Linked DNA regions of Zea mays: region 2 is linked to region 1. The links are chromatin contacts, called in public ChIA-PET maps. All regions are on one chromosome and are shown on one strand. Each heading gives the region's core, a stretch centred on a gene start, on an enhancer-like site or on the middle of the called end of the contact. The rest is flanking DNA. Distances are from core to core; before and after follow the strand shown. Region 1 holds the start of LOC541823 (CK2 regulatory subunit B1). Region 2 holds the start of LOC100277445.

Region 1 (7,091 bases), core at 4,145-6,644:
CGCGGGTCAGGTGTATTCCGATGACGTGTCGTGTGAACACTGCGGGGCCAGCAGATAACAGGGCGCTATTTGAACCTTTTATACATTCAACCTTCAAATTTGTCATGGCTTACGGATTTTGAACCCAAATACCCTGGGAACGTATTGCTGCAGCGGCTTCTGGGGCTTCAAATGCGGGTATGTCATCAGGAACAAGTGGGGGAATGTTGTCCCAAAGTAAGTCCCGTCGATGTCTAGATGACAGTCAAGGGTAGGGCACAATGGCCTACTATGTTCCAAAGCGTGAAACACAATTCTTACAATGGTACAGAAGAAAAACAAACATGTTTTCTGTCAGCCCACAAACCATTCTTACAATGTATTATGGCATTTCATATTTCCCTAAAAAAATACTCCATCCATTCCAAAAATATAGTTCTTTCTAACTCTCTTTTTTTTTGTCCACGTTCGAATGAATGATAATGAATATAAACGCACATACAAACTACATAAATAGGTTGGTTAATGGATGTATATTTAGTCTAAAACAAATTATATTTTGGGACGGAGGGAGTATGTCATTTCGTTTGCATCCAGGTTATACAGTGTTCTGAAGCATAGTAAAAGTTTTTGGGATGAATTAGCTCGATGTAGCAGTTTAACATGTCAGAGGCTCAGAACAATGCAGAATAACTTGCACAAGAACCCAAAAACATTTGCTTTAATAAAGTGAATAGTATTGCAGGCTATCAGTTTGGGTATCTTATAAAAAAACACATTTTAGGCTCTAGCTAAGGGCACAGATTATATAATCTAACTTATTTTGAACAAACACTTGGTTCAAAATAAGCTAGATTTTATAATCTGGACAGATTATAATCCCAAAACAAACAGGCTCTAAGTGCTGCCATGTAAGTAAAACCCACAAGTAAGTCCTATACTCGGAGGCATGTCAGCAGCTTGCTAAGTCAATTATCTATCGACATAGAAATCACATGATGGTAAATACTTTCAGCAACCATTAGAGTAAGACAGCAAACTATAACGGAAATGAAAGGATACTGCTTAGATATTTGGATCTTGGAGTGTAGATGTCTTCACATCTAGGGCAGTAAATCTTCACCGTACTTGAACGAGGAACATCCGATTGCCCAACAGGAAGGCATGGTTGGCCGCTGCAATTCACTCGAGGGCATCTGCCGAACTCAACGTTCCTGTACTTATCCAGCTGCACAAACATCAAATATGATGATATACAAATTCATAAAAATAATAACATATCCATCAGAAACAATTCGAGAGAGTTTACCATTGCGGACAGCCCTTTACTTGTAATAATATACCGAACATGAATCAATCCATAGAGCATCTCAGCAGCTGATTCAATAAGTTCATTTTGCTCTTCTGTCAACATATCACCTGTGTAATTGTACAAGACTTATCGGAAAAGGTGTTGTGTAATACAATAATTTAGCTTCCTTTTAGCAATAATCACCTCTATTGCAAATAGTACACTAGTACAGAAACACTTCCAATATCCTAGCTGACAGTTAGAGGGTGTTTGGTTTGAGGAACCACCTCATCCTTCATGATTACACTTATTAGAGTAAAATCTATTTGTGGTCCTCAAAACTTGCCCCGTGAACCATTGAGTGTCCACAAAAGTTGCCCCGAAAGCCATCAGGTCCATGAACTTGCAGATTGCATAAGCATATATACCAAAACTTACTAAACAAATGGCATCTAGGTCTAAATCCCCTTAGGACTTGAAGGGGCTGAAATCCCCTTGCATTTTGAATAGCAAGGGGATTTCAGCTCCTCCAATCCTCTTGCTCCCAAACATGCCCTTAGAGACACAGACATACCTTGTTGGCACGCCAACCACTGTGATATGAAATGTGTGCTCCATCACATGCCTAGTTAGCTCCAAAAGTGGCTACCCAGCAGCCATCACTGTGGCTTAGGGAGATCAGAGGCTATGCGGGCGAAGGTTTTCTTGTTGATCAGTAGTGATATGGCATGGTTAGGTACTAACGTAGTAGATGTCAAGAACAATATGGGCCCACGCGGACATGGTGATCAGTGAGGGATGGAAATGGACCCCTCCCCCTCCCTCTAGGAGCTGATCAGGCATGTGAATGAAGGACACACTTCTGTATCATGGTGGCGTGCCACATGCTAGTTAAGTTTTAGCATCTTACATGGGATTCAGACATAGATGACACTGCTTAATAAGTCTGGGGATGTGAATATGCAATATATAAATAAGATCATAGAACACTTATTAGTAAGTTTAGGATCGTTTTTTGCATTCTGCAAATTCATGGACAAATTTGAGGGCCAGCAGTAGATTCCCACAGCTCATCATTACTAGGTTGCAAGGGATGAGGTGGTGACAGATCAGCCCATTCCATTCCACAAAATAAACTACCCCTTAATTTTAATTTGATAAGCTTCATTCTAACATTTCTTTCTATTGTCCAGAAAAAGAAGACAGTATAGTGCTTTGCACATGTGTTAGGGGCATGCATATTAGTGCTGCTTCTGTGGTTCATACCCTCCTATGTAAGTGTTGTTACACATGCACCTAGGCTTGTGTTGGATTTTAACTCTAGCCTACCTCAATTTGCTTGGAACTAAAAGGCTTTGTTGTTGTTGTTGTCACGCGGGTGCAGGGACATATACAGCGTAATGTGACTATATGACGCCATATTGCAGTTTCAATTTTCTAAATCTTATTTCATCCGCTCAGTGGGGCTGTGAAACTGAATATACCCTAACTGGAAACAAGAGAACTAGGGACGTAAATGGTTACTAAATATTAATAACAGTGTTCTGTTCTTTAATTCCTTGTACTGGGTACAAGGTGATAGCAGGAGAGTTTACATGAAATATATTGGTTCTTATCATCCTATGATAAAACAACTGGAATAGCTTTATTTAAAAGAACAATCAGGTCTCCAATCCCTAACAGTCTGTTCCAGGCTTCCAACATCTTGCACAACTCCATGCCACTTAAAATAATAAAGCTACCAAATATGAGACTAGTAAAAAAACTCGGTCCGCGGGGGAAAGACAGCCCCCGAGCATTGTATTAAGAAGACCTTTTCACACAGGTCGAGAAAACCCCATACCCTTGCCCCACCCGTACACAGCAAAAATATGAGACTAGTAACAGTGAGCCCTCCAAACATGTTATATCTAAATTGAATGTTATAAAGAAGAGGAGCATACCATGGGAAGATTCAACATCTAATATCAGATCAAGTGCATAGTCATAATATGGAACTTGGTTGCTTAGCCCACAGAGGTTGAAATCATCTTGTATGTAGTCATCATCAACCTCACAGAAAAATTCATTGCCCTTTAAGCTACAGAACCATGAAATCCACGAAGTATCTTCCCCATCAGAACCACTCACATCTGATTCTTCGCTGTCAGTTTCTGATTCTGCTGTAAAGCGATCAGCACACAAATTATGACTGACAAAGAAATACCAAGAACCACAAGAACATGAACTACAGCAACTTTAGCTAAAGTAGATAAAAAAACATGTTGCAGAGCATAACATCAATAGCATTAAGCAATGCATAACGCTTTAACCTAACACATGGAATGTATGGAGATAACGCTTTAACCAAGACATGGAATGTATGGATAGATCATAGATGTACCAGAATTGACCATGCACATCAATAAGATAAGAACTAAAAGACATGGTTGTAAAATCTGATGTCTGATTCAACTAATCAAACAAAAAAAACTTAAATTGCTGAATTGTTCTGGTGATGCAATGTTCCTTATACAAAACAGGCAAGTAGATTTCGACTGTAAAAGATCAACGAGAATTGATGTCCGTTACAGAATAGTATACACAAAATTTCCACTTATCATACAACAAGGTTGCTGGGACATTAGTAAGCAAGCAAGTATCAATATCTAGTTTAAGCAGATTGAAACCAATTCATTTAGTTTGCAGTTTGAATTTTGGAATTTTTCGGATTCATCCTGTTTGACTAATTTGAGTCAGAGGTTGTTTCAACACTAGAGCTTGTCTGGGCCTCTTTCCTCCTTTTGGTTGAGCTAGCCTGTCCTCTACCATTTCGGCATTGTCCCCACAACGCTTTAGGCTCAGTACATAAAAAATGCAGAAGATCTGCGCTTTGGAGCTCAATATATAACACCTAGCATTTTCTCAAGTCATAGCTACAACCAGGGTTTACTTTCTCGCCAGGAAATCACCGAAATTCGGTGAAATTTCCCGTTTTCGTCGCTGCTGATCGAGATGCGAATTTCGGTCCGGCTTTTTATAGATTTCGGTTCCAAATTTAAAAATACAAAAGTCAAACTTCGGTCAAAAAACGAAATTCGCTACAGTAAAAACGAAATTGTGAACACTGGCTACAACTACGAGCAACCATGTGTACAGTACAAGTAATCCCCCTGAATGGACCTGGTCACAAAAAGGCCCATAAAAGGTAAAGATAAATTGACCTAACAAGCAAAGAAAGACAACTGACAAAATGTCACAACAAATGAACACCAAACCTCCTTAAACATGCCACCACAGTTATTCACATTTTTACAACTACCATGCATTACATAGGTTGTGTTTTGTTACTAGCAATGGCAAGAATTGTATAACTTTGTAGAAGTACCTAGTTATTTACTGTGGCCACCTAGATCTTCCTCGTATGCATACACGCTCCATAAAAAACAGTCAAACAAACTAAGAAAGTTCAGCATATATGGCTGAGCAGAATTATACAGAAATCGTGAAAAAGGAGGTACTCATCAGCTGGTAACCAATGTTTAGTGATCTAACAATTGTCCATGTCATTGTTTAGGTTCGTATTGAGAATTCTTTAAACTCATACAATCCACCTCTAGCGGGGCTAAAAAAATTACAAACAGAGCAAAGAATGTAACCGGCAAGGCTCACCGTCAGAGAGCTTGCTCTTGGACATGGCGGTGGATCCGCCGCCGGAGCGAGGCATCTCCGGCTGCTTGCCCACGCCGATCCGCTCCTTCTCGCGCCCTCCGGAGAACCCCCACGACGTAGATGGAGACGATCTGTCCATAGGCTCGCCGATCCGCTTCCGGTCACCGGGTATCGCTGCCGCAGAGACGCCTCGGTCTCGGTGCATCTCCTCCCGGTCGACCTCTCTTCGTCCCCTCCCGATCTTGCGCAGCGGGATGGGGACGGGAAGCGGAGTCAGTGTTTGGAGAAGGAGGTGAGCGGTGACGGGATCGCGCGTCCTCGTGCCGACTGCCGAGGCCTCGAGAGGAGGACGCGACGACAAAAGGGGGCGGAGCAACGAGGAAGAAGGGAGCAGTACGCGGGCGCTGACGTAACCACGGGCTGCTTTGGAGCGGCAGGCGGCCGTTGCCCTTTGTGCTGCTAAGGTTCACGGTGAATCTTGTAGACTAGAGATTTATTTATCTTCTATACTGTCTATTAAGAATCTGGCTTTCGGTTCACTATTAATATATGTAAATTAAATAGAAAGCAAGTTAATCTTTTTATTTTTTTCAATACCATACAATTCATATGTAATAAGAATAACTGAACAAGATGGACCATAGGGCGACACTATGCTCCCTCGTAGAGATGGCAATGGATACCCGAAACTCGAATACCCGACGGGTTTTACCTATTATGAAGGCGGGTACGAAATGATTTCTCTACCCACAAATATGTTAATGGGTAAAAACATCTACCCGTTGGGTAGACGGATACGGGTACGTGTTGAAACTACTCATACCCGTCTACCCATGGGTAAAATATACTCGTATCAATACAACTATAACCATCTAATAGAGTCCATCTTAGCTAAAATAAAACTCTTCTCTAGCTATCATTTGTCTAGATATCAAGTTATGTAATCATATGATTTGTTACATGTGAAGTTGAAGTTGTTTTTATATGTTTATTTAATATGTTGAGTGATTGATATATTGAAATTTAAGACTTTCCTAGCGGGTACGAGTTACCCGACGTGTAAAAATACCCGCGCGAGTACGGGTATGAGTAAGATTTTATACCCGCGAGTATATATGGGTAACCCAATGGGTAGAATTTTTTTATGGGTACGGGTATGGAATGGTACTATCCGACGGGTATGTACCCGTTGCCATCCCTACTCCCTCGTGTTCGGTCCCACTTACGTGATGACGTCCCAGCCTCTTTCCCTCTGACGCAGCTCCACTCGTCGCTTGCGCCTCCATGCCCCCTCTCCTCCTGTGCAACTCGCATCCACCCTTGGCGCGCTTCTCCGTCCTCCACGGGCTCCGCGTCGTGTTGTCGCCTCTCTCCCGTCCTGTGCTGCTCCAGGTCCTCTCCCCTAAATTGAAAACGAAGTTGTGGCGGACTGTAACGACCGAAGCAGAGGTGAGTTTGGTGTAGTAGTAGATCTGGAGATCTATGTGGTTCTAGAAGCATTAGGGTTAATCTGGGCCATTGTGTGGCTTATCTTTGATTGTAATCTGGCCCATCTAATGGCCTATAAATACTTGTAAGATAAACCGTCAGAGATTACAAATTGAATAAGAAAGTATTAGCCACAAACCTGTCTACTTCTTCTTCCTCGCCACCGAAGCTTACCAGGGAAGCTGTCGGTTCCTGTTGTCGCGTCTCACATCTAGGGTTTGGCGAACCCTAGGCCACGGGTCATGACAATTTGGTATCAGAGGACGATCGACTCCGGAGCTGTCAAGACGACGTCGGTGGTGAAACCATCTATCCAGACACGTCTCGTGCTGAAGGCTATGTCGACTATGGAGCAGAAGGGAGAGAAGTGGGAATAGATGATGAAGATGATGGATCGAGTGGTGAAGAAGTTGGATACGGTGGAAGCTGGACAGCATCGGTTGGAAGGACAAGACGAGCTCTCAGCTACGGTGGCAAGGAAGGCAGAAGAAGAGCATACTATATTTGTCGAGTACTGTAATTAGGGGTACCCCCAATACTCCTAAATGCGGCCGGGAAACATCTTCAGAACAAACCATAAACAACTGATAAAGCGCGGTTCAAGTCAGGGCCTCGTCCACCAAGGGACGAACCTCATCCGAGCCCAGCCTCGGCCTCGGGCGGGAACAGTGGTCCCGGGCGG
Region 2 (6,175 bases), core at 1,676-4,175, 250 kb after region 1:
CAGCACCTGGTGGTGCCCATTTGAAAAAACAAGTTGAAGGGGATTATTTTTCTTTTGCGTGGCAACGATGATAGATCTGAAAGCAGAAATAATTTCTTGAAAAACAGTAGCCATAGAATTAAGTACAAGAATGCTCTATTCAAATTCTGAGTTGAAGGCTGTTGAATTTTTCTCCCCAGTTGCTGGAGCAAACTCAAGGATCTAGCACATTTAAGTTTAACTATCTAGTCAAGTATTCAACATAAAGATACTTCAGAATCACAGTAAGCTGACAAATACATCTTGTTTCGGAACTGTAAGGCTGCACCATTAGTCCATATCAATGTGATCATCATTAGTGCATGATTTCCATTTTTTGGTCTTTTATTCATATGTTTTTAGTAATGTTATTATCAAAGCAGTCGTTGATCCTTACCTTTTGTATCCTCCCTAACATGATAGCGTTGCTGTTTTGATGCTGTTACTTGGTTTTCATGCTAACATGGCTTCAATACTATCGTTGTTTTTGAGCACTTTGAGAATTGTAGCCACCAGCATGCCTCTCCAAAGACGTGCATGGAGATTCAAACCGGTATCTTGCTTGCTGTCAAAAGCAACCAGATTTGTGAACTCGTCATGTGTGAATTGTGATGTTGTATTGCTCTCTAGTTTACCAATTTGAGCTTGTAAAGAACACTGTAGGGATGAAAGGAACCAAATGTACAAAAACAGAGTATGCTGACGTTTGTCACGCGCGTCTGAATCTGTTCCCCGTTTGAGCTTGTAAAGCACACTGCAGGCGTGGAAGTGCTTATATGGAATATCATATGGAGACGTTAGTCACGTGCATATGAATATGGTAGTTTTAGGGCCGGTTTGATTTCCCGTCTAAGGAGCCACAACTTATCTAATACCCTGCTTGAATTTGGAGCATGGAATTGGTAATTGGAATAAACTTTTCTGAATTCTGTTGTTTGGTTGCATATGGTGCACTGGAAGTGAATTCTGTTGTTTGGTTGTATATGGTGCACTAGAATTGGGATTTGGAATAAGAGATCTAATTCTCTTGAATTGGACTATAACTAGAAAGTCTCTCCTAGTACGATTTGGAATCAAAGACTAAATTCTTTGGAATTTTGGATTATAACTAGAAAGTCTCGTTTCCAATACGGCAGAACGTCATCCATTAAATTGTTTGGAATTAGACCGTCTCTAATTCAGTCACTAAACACAAACAATAGAATTTGAATTACATCTTATTGCAATACTATAACTGATTTAGTTTTGAACCCAATTCAATTTCATGTCAAAGTTTTGCTATTTAGCCCGATGTATCCCGATTTATCACGATATTTACACTTTTGGAGATAAATCAGTGGTGGCAATGGGCAAAAAACCCGATACCCGAACCCGAAAAACCCGAACAACCCGAACTCGAAAAACCCGAACTACAATTTGGGTAGCAACTTCCGGTACCCGAAATTATTTAGGAAATTTCGGGTTAAACAAACCGGTACCCGAATTACCCGAACATCCATATACTCAGTGTATTTCAGAAATAAGAAGTCCTCGACACCTGCCTTCCACACGCAGCAGTGCAGCACGCCACAGCTAGCCGCTGGCCGCCGGTGCTTTCCTTCCAGCTCGTCGCTCGGCGCCCGCATGCTAGCTCGCTCGACAACCCGTATGCTGCTGCCTGCAACACGCTACACGCAGGAACGCAGCTAGATGCCTAGCTAGCTCGGCCGCTCCACTTGCATGCTGCTCACCTGCATGCTGCTGCCTGCGCATCGCCGCCGACCAACTGTCCATCAGCATGTCGCCCAGTGCCTGCCCGTGCATCGCCGCCAACCGACTGGAGCAGGAGCACAACTATACCTGTACAGGACTGCACTGCAGGGGGCAACGGGACTATAGTGAAGCACACAGAAGAACGACATGAACAATGAAGAAGCCAGGAGCCTAGGAGTACAGACTGCCTCGGTAAGATGTCGGGTATCTCGGTTTAACCCGAACCCGAACCCGAAATTTCGGGTACCCGAAATTTCGGGTATCAAGTAATATCGGGTTGAGTTCGGGTTCAACTGCTGAATACCCGAATTTTTAAAAACCCGAACTACCCGACCCGAATTTTCGGGTATACCCGAACGCCCAGCCCTGCAAGTTAGGGAGGAACAAACTGGCCTTTATTCTCGGTCGTTGTGGCAACTACGTTAGTCTTAAGTTCCATCTTCCATCGGCCACGCCGTGCCCGGTGCCCGTGCAGCTCTGTGCGACTGTGCCGCGTGTGGCCTTGGTTCTACACTGCCTCATGGTCATGGAAATGTCGATATGGCCATGTCGTGCTGTGTCCTCGACTCCTTGGACGCGATGGTGGTGCGCGATTGCCCCGTCGCACACTTCAGAATTTCAGATGACGGATCGTCGGCTCCCCAATCATTCTCTGTCGTTGACATGGCCAGGCAGCTCTCGCTGCCACCGCATTGATGCGTTGGACGCTGCCGGCTACCGGGTCCCGGCTGCAGGACAACGGGACGCGGCACGTCACATCACATCGCCCTTGTGCTACGGCCACGCCGCGTCGGCGTCGGCGCCCCCGTCGATTGATCACACACGGACACGGCCCCACGCACACGGAAGCCGCGCCCGCGCGAGTCGCCTTGCCGCTGCCGCACGCTAGGTGGGCAGGTCGCACGCCTATCTGGTGGGCGTGACGCGCCGCATGCCGCCGTGCGCGGCCAGTCGAACGACGTGACGACCAGGCGACCAGCGTTCACCGTCTCCAGAAGCCAAATTCCATTTCGGCCCCCGAAACAAAAACATTATTACCAAGAAGCGGACACAGGCGAACCATTGGAGTCCACGGCGGCGCGCGCCGCCCGTGACCACCCGACGCATCGCAGCCGTCCAGCAGCCGAAATGGGGGACGGAAGGGAACGGAAGCCCACCGCGAAATTTTACGGGTCGCACGTCCCGCGCCGCGCGGCGTGTCGGTCAAGGTGCCCCCACGCGCCGCGGTTGGCGCCGCCGCCGCTGCCGCCCACCGCCGCCCGCGTGCGCCCACCGCCACCTGTTGCCGCCTAAGGGGAACGCCTCCGTTATAACCCAACGCTTCACCATCCATGCCGTCCTCCACCACCGCTTCACCATCCCCTCCAGGCCCACCACCACCATGGCCTCTCCTTCCCCTTCTTCCCCCGCCCGCGCCTCCGGCCGCCGCGTGCCGCCGCCGTGCTGGACGACCGACGAGACCCTCGCGCTCGCGCGGGCCTACACCGCGCGCCGCCTCGCCGTCGGCCGGGAGCACCTGACCTCCACCGACTGGGCCGCCGTAGCCGCGGCCGCCCCGTCCAAGACCGCCAGGCAGTGCCGCCACAAGATCGAGAAGCTCCGCCGACGCCTCCGGTCCAACCGCCGACGCCCATGCCCGCTCCTCGACGCCATGGATCTCCTCGACGGCCCTTCCCCGCCCTTCTTTTCCAAGTCCCAGTCCCGATCCACGTCCCTGTCCTCGTCGCCGCCGCCACCGGCGGCGGTTTCCACGCCGTCTCCCCCTTCCCCTCCCGCATCTCCGCCCAGGAAGAGGCGGCGGGACGATGCCTGGGACGAGGACGGTGTGAGCGACGTGGTGGGTGCTCTGAGGGCCATCGGGGAGGGTTTCCTGCGGGCGGAGGAGAGGAGGATGGAGGCCGCACGGGAGACGCAGAGGATGCGGATGGAGATGGCGCTCCGGCACCTCGATGCACAGAGGAGGCTCATGGACGCGCTTGTCGGCCGCATCATCGACGCCTTGGACTGAAGTGGTGGCACAAAGATGTTTCCTCTCAAGGTTTCTTGCCTGTCCTCGTTGCATGCTGCCTTGCGAGGAGTTTAGGAGTTTCTTAGTGCTGTTTATATGTAGTAGTTGTGATGGATCTGTGATGTAGTTGAACCGGACAAGCTTTAGTGTTTTTTCAGTCTTGCATTTGCTCAAAAGGAGAGTTTCTTATGGAAGTTGTCTTGCCTGTTGCACGTCTGTCGCCTACTTGTCTCCTTACTTTCATGTATCACGCTTTTAATTTGTTTGATTTTTATGTTCTGATGAAAGTGACATGTATACTACTGATAACCTAGGGATGTTAGAAGATTAGCATTGAGTTCTCATAACAATTATGTTTTTGGGCTCTGGACTTGTAATTCCTTGAAGAGAGAGAACACAATTGTCACTGCTACATTACAGACTTATACATCATAAAAAAATGTCTCTGCTACCTTGGCTCCTGCAGCACTTGGACAATAAGAACCGGAGATGTGTTATTTTAATGTCAGGGACTGTATTTTTTTAGTCCTTTGCTAGTGCCTCAACCTGTCAACTGTGGTCCGTGAGGCTAATAGTATTATTTACATTTTTCATGTGAGATCCTGAATGAAATTTCAATACTGAGCTCAACCTATATGTTTTGAGACAGTCATGCCAAGGTTATATTTTCAGTTACGTACCTGGCAGAATACATCTGTTTACTTCTTGATTTTTTTTTTTTGCTGTATGAAGATGAAAAGTCTACAATCTGCATATTAATTGTACTATTGAAGAAACTCAATATTCTATGCATTGCATCTCTATGAAGAGTTGCATGTCCTGAAGTGGGATATCTCGATGACTGGATGGCCATATTGGTACTCAACATCCGCACATTAACATTCCTTGTGTCCATGGTTGCTGCATCAAATATACATTTTGATGAACAATCAAATATCCTCAAGATGGGGTCAACAGATTTCTTTTCAGAAGTGAGACAAAAGTTTGCACACACCTCTTGTATGTAGAACACATGTTTTCTTCAAATATGCCACTCAAAATTTACAAAATTAGATAACTAGTTTATTTGGATGCCACTGAACTAGCTATCTAATTTTGCAAAATTTGAGTGGCATATTTTTTATTGTCCTACAAACCTATTGGAAAAATTGAAGTTGGATTCTACATGCTCTTCTTTATATAATGAGGTTATTCGTGAAAGACAAGTTCTACTTGAAAAATTGCACGGTATAAAAAATGGATACAACTCTTAGCCACATGAATTATTTATGTTGATTACAGGTCCTTCGTTAGATATGTGGCAGTGCTGATAGGCTGTAATCCCAACCTTTATCTTATCTTTTATTGACCACCTTTTTAAAGAAAATAACTTCTACGGATAATATAGTGCCTTCTTTATTACTTTTGTATGCTTCCTTTTGCATCTAACATTTCTATTTGTAAGAATAAACATACCTTGTCATTGTGTTTCTCCTTTGGATCCTTCTCATCTCCACACAAAGTTTCTGCGTGCACATGTGTTATGTGTACATGAATTTGTTTGCTACTGACCGGTGGTATCTTTTCTTTTGTTCTCATTTTTCAGGAGATTCAACTTAGATTATGACTATAATTCTTCACATACTACTCATGTTTGATATATGTAATTTGTTCATCTTCATTGTTTTTGCGGGGGGAAAGCCACATTTTTGTGGCTTCGGCTTCTAAGTGAAAACTGCTTCATCTTCATTGTTTTTTTGCTTGTGTTTTGGCTTCACAAGCCATTTTCACATGTGCACATTTGGCAGGACTTTTGATTAAGAGTGTGGAGAAGCCCTAACAAAAGCCCTGCCAAAGAGAGCCTTGGAGAGAAGGAAAGGCTTTTCATCTAATAACCTCAAGCTTTCCGCAGATCTGCAAGTTTAGTTTCTTCCAATGACAAGTTTGGAACTCTAGGTATTCTGTGGCCTGGTACAGTTTTGTTATTGTCCAGAATCTTCGTATCTGTTGAGAAAACTACATAGGTACTTGAAGCTTTCCAATTAGTTTATTATACATGAAATGTTTATCGATTGAGAACTGCAATCTAATAGTTCTGTTTGTTGTCAGCGGATTTGATGCAGATGAAGGCACCACTATCCACTTAGTACTATCTTGGACTTGTCATTAGAGTATGTGGTCCTTAGGCCGTGCTCAACAGATCATACGTAATGGTCGTGCAAAACACTATTTTACACCGTAGAATACACTGTTTGTCGAGTGGAGTTTGAAATAGGATGTGTGATAGAAAGTAAGATATGTAGTATGCTGGAGATAACCTTAGTAGTATGCTCGCATCTAGTCCTTGGCTCACTGTGCTGTTCGACAAGTGGGCTACCACTTGAGATGTGCATTAAAAAATGAAACTGAGGTATGTAC

The links. ChIA-PET counts read pairs in DNA pulled down with a chosen protein or histone mark.
Region 2: an H3K4me3 ChIA-PET map of seedling shows a contact between it and region 1, with 6 times the contacts expected there. The contact joins the promoter of LOC100277445 here to the promoter of LOC541823 in region 1. A contact is called at or near these places in 8 of 25 Hi-C or Micro-C datasets (ear, leaf, tassel and 1 more) and 2 of 3 datasets of contacts at active chromatin or transcription factors (leaf and seedling).

Annotation. Positions count from the first base shown.
Region 1 is chr2:22,470,425-22,477,515 of Zm-B73-REFERENCE-NAM-5.0, forward strand. It overlaps LOC541823 (CK2 regulatory subunit B1), which reads right to left and starts at 5,395. Exons shown (of 5, transcript NM_001111504.2): 1 at 4,922-5,395; 2 at 3,214-3,429; 3 at 1,289-1,398; 4 at 1,042-1,207; 5 at 1-233. The coding sequence starts at 5,126. The coding sequence ends at 103.
Region 2 is chr2:22,718,043-22,724,217 of Zm-B73-REFERENCE-NAM-5.0, forward strand. LOC100277445 reads left to right here and starts at 2,926. Exons shown (of 1, transcript NM_001151006.2): 1 at 2,926-3,967. The coding sequence starts at 3,152. The coding sequence ends at 3,778. It also overlaps a transcript of LOC541976 not described here.